2 separate regions of the Sus scrofa genome follow, and region 2 is linked to region 1. Evidence: chromatin contacts called from public HiChIP or PLAC-seq data. All regions are on one chromosome and are shown on one strand. Each heading gives the region's core, a stretch centred on a gene start, on an enhancer-like site or on the middle of the called end of the contact. The rest is flanking DNA. Distances are from core to core; before and after follow the strand shown. Region 1 overlaps SASH1 (SAM and SH3 domain-containing protein 1). Region 2 overlaps SASH1 (SAM and SH3 domain-containing protein 1).

What was found. HiChIP or PLAC-seq counts read pairs in DNA pulled down with a chosen protein or histone mark.
Region 2: an H3K27ac HiChIP or PLAC-seq map of skeletal muscle shows a contact between it and region 1, with 2.8 times the contacts expected there. The contact joins two enhancer-like sites. A contact is called at or near these places in 7 of 47 Hi-C or Micro-C datasets (embryonic fibroblasts, heart right ventricle, liver and 3 more) and 1 of 2 datasets of contacts at active chromatin or transcription factors (skeletal muscle).

Annotation. Positions count from the first base shown.
Region 1 is chr1:17,393,750-17,397,142 of Sscrofa11.1, forward strand. All of the region lies in intron 4 of SASH1 (SAM and SH3 domain-containing protein 1), which reads right to left. Among named protein-coding and RNA genes, the nearest start is that of UST, 260 kb to the left of the region's middle. Within about 2 kb of position 1,717, at least 6 of the 83 cell types and tissues checked have an H3K27ac peak or open chromatin away from gene starts, as enhancers often do. A contact at or near this core is called in retroperitoneal adipose tissue and skeletal muscle, where this site is marked.
Region 2 is chr1:17,606,714-17,610,321 of Sscrofa11.1, forward strand. The region is part of intron 1 of SASH1 (SAM and SH3 domain-containing protein 1); the gene reads right to left. Among named protein-coding and RNA genes, the nearest start is that of SASH1, 55 kb to the right of the region's middle. Within about 2 kb of position 1,363, at least 25 of the 83 cell types and tissues checked have an H3K27ac peak or open chromatin away from gene starts, as enhancers often do. A contact at or near this core is called in retroperitoneal adipose tissue and skeletal muscle, where this site is marked.

The DNA of each region.
Region 1 (3,393 bases), core at 467-2,966:
AAGAGGCTTCCTTGTAATGCATCCATCCAGCCAGACACTGCGGGCCTGAAAGCAGCAGCCCCGTTTCTATCCATCATTTTCATCGTTAACAGGGTAAAAAGGATGGGGACTTCCACACAGATTTCGATGACTGGGAAGCAATAATTAATATTCTGTTGCACTTTGAAAGTCTATTTAAGCATTTAATAGTCACAGAGTTTTGCATTTAAAGTCTCTGGACTTAATCTTTGTAAATAATCAATAACACAACTATTAGACCCCCAAACTGCTTAAATGTGAACATTTTTTCTTTGAGATCCCTAAAACTACTCTAGTCCTCCAGGAAGGCCAAATTCACTTAAAAAAAACTCATAAGGCAAGTGCCCTGGTGGCGCAGCAGGTTAAAGATCCGGCGTTGTTTGATCCCTTCCACAGCGGCAGGCGCAACCAAAAAGAAAGAAGAATAAGAAAAATCATAAAGGTATAGATTAGATCAAAAAACCAATTTAAGGAACAGCATCCCCAGAAGTTAACCAATTCTTTTTATCCTACACTTTTAGTCTTCAGTGAATTCTTTGTTAAATTGCTTCCTTCCTTCCTTCTCATTCCTTTACTTACTCATTTTGTCTTGCATTCAATAAACACTCATTAAGCTCTCATTATGAGTCGGGCATCCTCTGAGGCACTGAGATCACAGCAGTAAACAGAAGATGAGGAGGAACCCTAGTCTTGGGGAGCAGATCAAGAAGGGGGGAGAAGTCTAGAAGGGACAGAGGGGGCCTCTCTGAAGAGGTGACAGGTGAGCAGGCACTTGGAGGATGAGCTGCCGTGACAGTCACTCCTCCTGCTGGGCAGGGAAAGAAGTGAGGAGGAAGCAAGGTCTCCTTGGTCTGAGGTGCTTGCTCTAAACACCCCTTCGGGATGTGTGAAGTCTGAGTTCAGGGGATTCACTGAGGAGTGGAGATGAGCGTTTGGAAGTCATTTGCTTATTTAAAGCCAGGAGACCAACCAAACAGGTTGAAGAGAAGTTGAGACTAAACTCAAGGGCAATCCAATTTTTTAGAGGTCAGGAAAAAAACGTGAAGCAGGCAATGCGACTTGGTGGGGAGGGGGCGGTCAGTGGGGAGAAGGAACACCAGGCAAGTACACTTCTTTTTCTGGCTTGAATAAAACTAAAATCGATTTCACACAAATTACACTGCTGCCTTGAATGCCATACAGGGTAAATTCTAGGTTGCTCTATTTTTCCTCTGAATCTATTGCTTCACAGCAAGACAACCCCACAAGACCAAAGAGAAAACTAAGAAGGGTCAAGCGAGACTCTTTACAATTTACATCTGTGTCTAGAATTCCACCTTGCCTAAGGACACGGGGCTGGCCGGGATGCAACTCGGTTTAGCAGAGTGTCTCAGTCCAAAGCTTCATCCACTCTACTGAACGCAGCAGTGCTTCTCATGTATATAAAAGAAATTCACGGCACGTTCTATGCTGGCCTGGTTCTTGGGTCAATTTCGGAAACGAGACTCAGAAGGATGTGTGAGGAGAGGGTATGTTTTCAACCCCAAATGTGAACATGGCCTAAGGGTTTATTAGAACTAAGTGTTTCAAAAGCCTTTTCAGGATTTGGTTGTGTTGCTGCTGCACAGCCTCCTGTCTGCTTGTCAAAGGAAAGGAGGCCACATCATCTGGCTCAAGCCCATCTTTCTTCTTCTATTTATATATAACTAGCCTGAGGTTCCTCCAGGCAGAGACAGCTCTATTGCGTTGTTACAGACTTAGGCTGGCACACCAGAAAGGTATAACAAATGCCATGCGGAAAGGGATGCCTAAAATAGACTTGATGTTTTTGTTTTGATGGACTGTTCAGAAACTTCATTATAACCAAGCCAAAAAAATAAGAGGAACTGTGCTCACCTCCTTTCTAAGAAAGGACCATGTGTTAGATGTTACTACACTTAGGAGATTTTAAAGGTTCCTTTATCGTGTGCCTCCGGAAATACACTTTTCCATTAGTTTCTTTTCTGCTGGCTTTTGCTGTGTCTGGGTCCTTGCCTGTCTCATCCCGGGCCTGCCAAGCCAGTCCCCAAAGCCAGCACCAATTTTCCTCAAGAAGCAGAAAAAGGACTGAGGCATCTATGCTACCGAATTGCACGTGCACAGGGGGAGGGAGGCACTTTTTAGTCGTTAATATTTTCTGTTGCTTTACGCCTTCCCTAAATAAATGAATAACTCACGTTCATATCTTGCATATATGGAGAAACAAATCATTTTGTGTAAAATAGGTCATCTCTTACTTTGACATTACTTATTATCCTTTGGTTATTGAAGGCATTTTTCATATAGGAGTCTCTCTCCTCTCATTGAAATAAGTATGAAACAAAATGCATATTCATACTAGGGTCGGCCATGAAAATTTAAGGGTCACCCCTTTCCAGCCATGGGGCAAGGACTAGGATGAGGCACCAGACATGGAGGGTCCCTAGTGTCGGGGTGCCACTCTCGCAGATGGGGGACGTAGTGAGCAAGCACCTCTTGAAACTCTGTGCCCTCGGTCATCTCCAGCTTTACCCTAGATGGGGCCCTTCCCAGCCGATACCATTGCATTTCAGGCACCTGATGGAAATTAGCCTGCAAGCTCACTGGCGGGGCTGGAAGGTAACTCTGTTGGCCAGAGGCTGGTCAACTATTGTCAGAACTCCCCAGTGACAATGCTGGTGACATGCTGTCACCCTGGTGGACCCACTCTCCCCACACGGGCTTTTTCTTTCATTTCGATCTATTCCTGGCCTGTACTTTCTGGCTTTTCGTAGCAAGGTTGCCTTCCTAAGTGATGAAGGTGGGTGTCTGAAGAACCACATCCAAGGCCGAGGCTGACATGCACAGGCTGAGCAGCCGCACGCTCAGAAGTCAGGCACGCCTGTGGCTGCACTGCCATAAATCTAAACCTGTTCTTTTTTATGGGAAGTAAAACGGTGTGATGATAGAAACTACCTACCTTCGTGGGTTGTTAGCGGAATTACAGGAAAGCATGAACGTAAAGAGCTCAGGGCAACACCTGGCAGTTGGTGAACTCCCAGTAAATGGCACCTTATGACTATTCCCCAAAGCGGCCCCCATGCAGACGAATATGCTTGGTTTCTGCAGAGATGACACCTCGCTCAGGCCTCCAAGCACTGCCCCGACTCAGCTCCTTCTCTAGACTCCAGCAGTTTCTGAATCACCAAGGTTCCTCTTTTACTTTTCTTACATGAACTTCCTTCAAATAATTTGGATGGATATAGCGATTCCTCTTTCCCTTTCCTATCTTACTGTAGACAAGCAACGCCTGCTTTTCTCCAAAGTGAAAAACAACAACAACAACACAATGATTGAACAAAATGTCAACAGCATATCATTAACATTTGTTTATCTCCT
Region 2 (3,608 bases), core at 113-2,612, 210 kb after region 1:
AGGTGGAGGCTTGAAGAAGTAAAGCCAACTGCCCAAGGTCACAGAGCTAACAAGTGGTGGTGGGGGGCACTTGAACTCTGATCCTGTGACTCTAGAACCTACACTCTGCACCATGAAGCTTTACTGCTTTGGGAAGCTGTACGATATTGCAGCTTATTCCTTCTCTGATAGCCAGCTGGTGTTCAAGATTGTCTGTCTAAGAATGATCAAGTAAATATAGACAACAGGAGTTCTGTCGTGGAAACAAATCCGACTAGGAACCATGAGGTTGCGGGTTCGATCCCTGCCCTCACTCAGTGGGTTAAGGATCCAGCATTGCTGTGAGCTGTGGTGTAGGTCACAGATGCGGCTCGGATCCCGCGTTGCTGTGGCTCTGGTGTAGGCTGGCAGCAACAGCTCCGATTAGATCCCTAGCCTGGGAACCTCCATGTGCCACAGGTGTGGCCGTAAAAAGACAAAAAAAAAAAAAAAAATACAGACAACAGAATAGAGTCTCTGGAAATTAATAAAACACAAATAGAAATGTTCACGATCTAATGCTGCCATTCAATCTATGCAGAAGGACGGACATGTCAACAAATTGCATCAGAACCACTGACTAGCGATTTGAAGAAAGGGAGGAATGAACCACTACTTCAACCTTTATACCACAATTAACTTCATTTGGACTCGCATGTGTATGTGCTTTATTGAGGTATAAGTGATAAACCAAACAACCTGGACAAATCTACGATACGCAGTGTGATGGATTTGGCCATACACACAGACCTGTGAAACCATCACCATGATAAAAGCAAGAACCTTACTCATACCCTCCAAAACAAATTTCTCTGCTTAAACATTTATAAGAGAATATAAATATGCATCCTGAGACTTTACAACAGGCATATTCCGATGACTGTCTTAGATACAGTTCAAGGTGTCCATAAATCTCAAGTTTTAAAAGCAGGAGGAGATGCCATTTGCTTAGCAGTTTTCATCTCAGAGCTCGTCTTTTAGGAAGATTCTGGAGGTGTAATGGCACAATGTGTGACTTTAGCACTTTATGTATGTGTGTGCGCTCGCGTGCACTCAGAAGCATTTGGACAGTTAGGGGTCATCGTGTGGATTTAATCACCTCTTCAGCTACATTCAAAGACTTGTAGCTGAAGTCTGACAACTAGTTAACAACGTGGCCAGAATGAGGACACAAGTCTCAATTCCCACTTCCAGACTCTTCCAAATGTTTTTTTCATCATAAGTCCAACGACAGATAGAAGCAATCTTTAATGGGGCCGCGGAATTTCACTGATTATCTATGGTGTTAGTTCCAGTGGATATTTTTCCCCTATGATGGGCTGAAAGTATTTTACAGATTTTTTTTCTAGAGTTTGCCAAAAATAGGTCTGTGGAGACCATGACATATTTTGTTTGTGAGAGAGGAAGAGAGATAAAAACATTACTTAAAAAAAAAGAGGATGACTCTGCAGGCAAAAATAATGATATGGGAAATTCAGTCCCATGGCTAGACATCTGAAGCTGATAACGTCTCTTGACCCCGGTGAAAAAAAGAAGCTATTTTTTCTTTGATGGGAAGCACAAAATCATTGGCTAACGCTTTTTCTCTTCCTCTGAAGAAGATCTCTTCTCCCTCTTCACGTAGATCAGGTGACACAAATCCCACGTGGGACTGAAATTAAAAATGCCTTTCACTTAATCCTGTTGGAAAGGCTTCCGCCCCAAGTTGGAGAGCACCCTGAGCTGGCCTGGCCGCGGAGGCCTGACACAGAGTCATGCCTGTGGTATGAGGGGGCCGTTCCCCACCAGCAGCCTCGGGTGTGGGAAACTATTCCTTCAACTCAGGGAAGGCAGCCCAAACTCTGAAAATTTGATCTCATTCTTTTGCCAAAGAGCCAGCTACAGGATTCTGGGATCCATCACTATTATTGTAACTGTAGGGGGGGAATGACTTAATTGTAAAACAATGACCTCACCCTCACAGCCAAGGTCGAATCATTTCTAAAGAAAGCTGCCTTCTTTGTTCCTGCCAACTTGCAAATGAAACAAATTACATCGGGACACGATTATATTCATTAGCGATTATTCCATGAAAACAGTGAGGATTTGAATGTACCCTACGCTTAACCCAGGCAACTAACGTGCCCTGCAAGCCTCAGGCCAAGCGGTGATGGACTCTGTGTTAGGAGAATGTTTGCCCCAGACTGTGGGCCAATGCGTGTGTGCCTCTTTCTCAGGGAGATGCTGGTTCAGGGGAGAACAAGACACCAAGGCACCAAAATGCTCCTCATTTCAGACACAGGAATTCGTGAGCTGAGCAACTTTGAATGATCTTTCTCTGATTTAATTCTGTCTTTCTACGGGAAAGAATGACATATGGGACAAGCCGGCTCTCTCATTGTCACATGTCAATGTCCCGGGAGACTGTCCTGACGGAAGTTCTGCAGGGCCTCCTGATGGCTAAATAATTTGGGGGTGTTTGTGTCCCCTAAAATAAATGATAACATAGCAGCATGTGGTCCTTCTGATAGGAAGATAATCCTAACGCATTCTCACCGTTACACCCAGCCTCCCACGTGGGTCATGCCTGAAGGTCAAGTGTGAGGTTGGCTGGAGGTCAGGTCACTCCCTTTTAGGAGGGAGACAGAAGAATGAATAAAGGAGAAGAGAGACGAAAGAAGCACTATTGCAGAATGACAACGTCTCCTAAAGTCATTATTTTATTTTATTATTTTATTTTATTTAAATTTTCTTTTTGGCTGCCCCATGATATATGGAGTTTCTGGGGCCAGGGATCAGATCTGAGCCACAGTTAAGACCTAAGCCACAGCTGCAGCAATGCTGGATCCTTAACCCACGGTGCTGGGCCTGGGTTTGAACCTGCATCCCAGCGCTCCCAAGATATGGCTTGTCCCTTTGTGCCCCAGCAGGAACTCCCTAAAATCTTTTTTATTAACCATTTTTGAGCTGATCTCTACTGACAGATTGATGAGCAAGGTGTCACTTTGACCCAGGAAAGAACTGAAATGGAAAAGAACAGAGCTGGTGGCATAATGACTTGGTTGGAGATGGATTAGCAAGTCAGAGCAGGACTTGGAGAGGCGTTGGAATTGTCCCTCTCAAATAATGGGAGGAAGCTCAGAATCTGGAAAGGAAGAAGATGAAGAAGCTTCCCTTCCATAGTGGTCCAGCTTGTCGGACTTCTTCCAGATACTTCCCCTGAGTCACCGGCAAGCATGTGGGAGGGTCAGGGCTAAACCAGCAAATCTCCCTCTGGGGAAACAGCCCAAGGCCACGTCACAGTGCGAATGGGTCTGGACTATCTTCTCATCAGAAAGACTGAGTGTTGTTATGTTATCATTTCTTTCAGGGAAGGCCAACATCCCCAAATTATTTAGCCATCAGGAGGCCCTACAAAATCACAGTGTTCCCCTTAGACCAAGGTACTCTCACAGTCAAACAAATGCACTTGGAATCAGTGAGCAAAAACATCTTATCTCACATAAATTGCAAAGCAGCTCAAAGTAGGATGCAGTGGTAGAACTTAAGAAATTCTGATATTCCCGGCTGAGCCAAACATCTGGCTCGACAGACTTACAGGCCCATAAAGT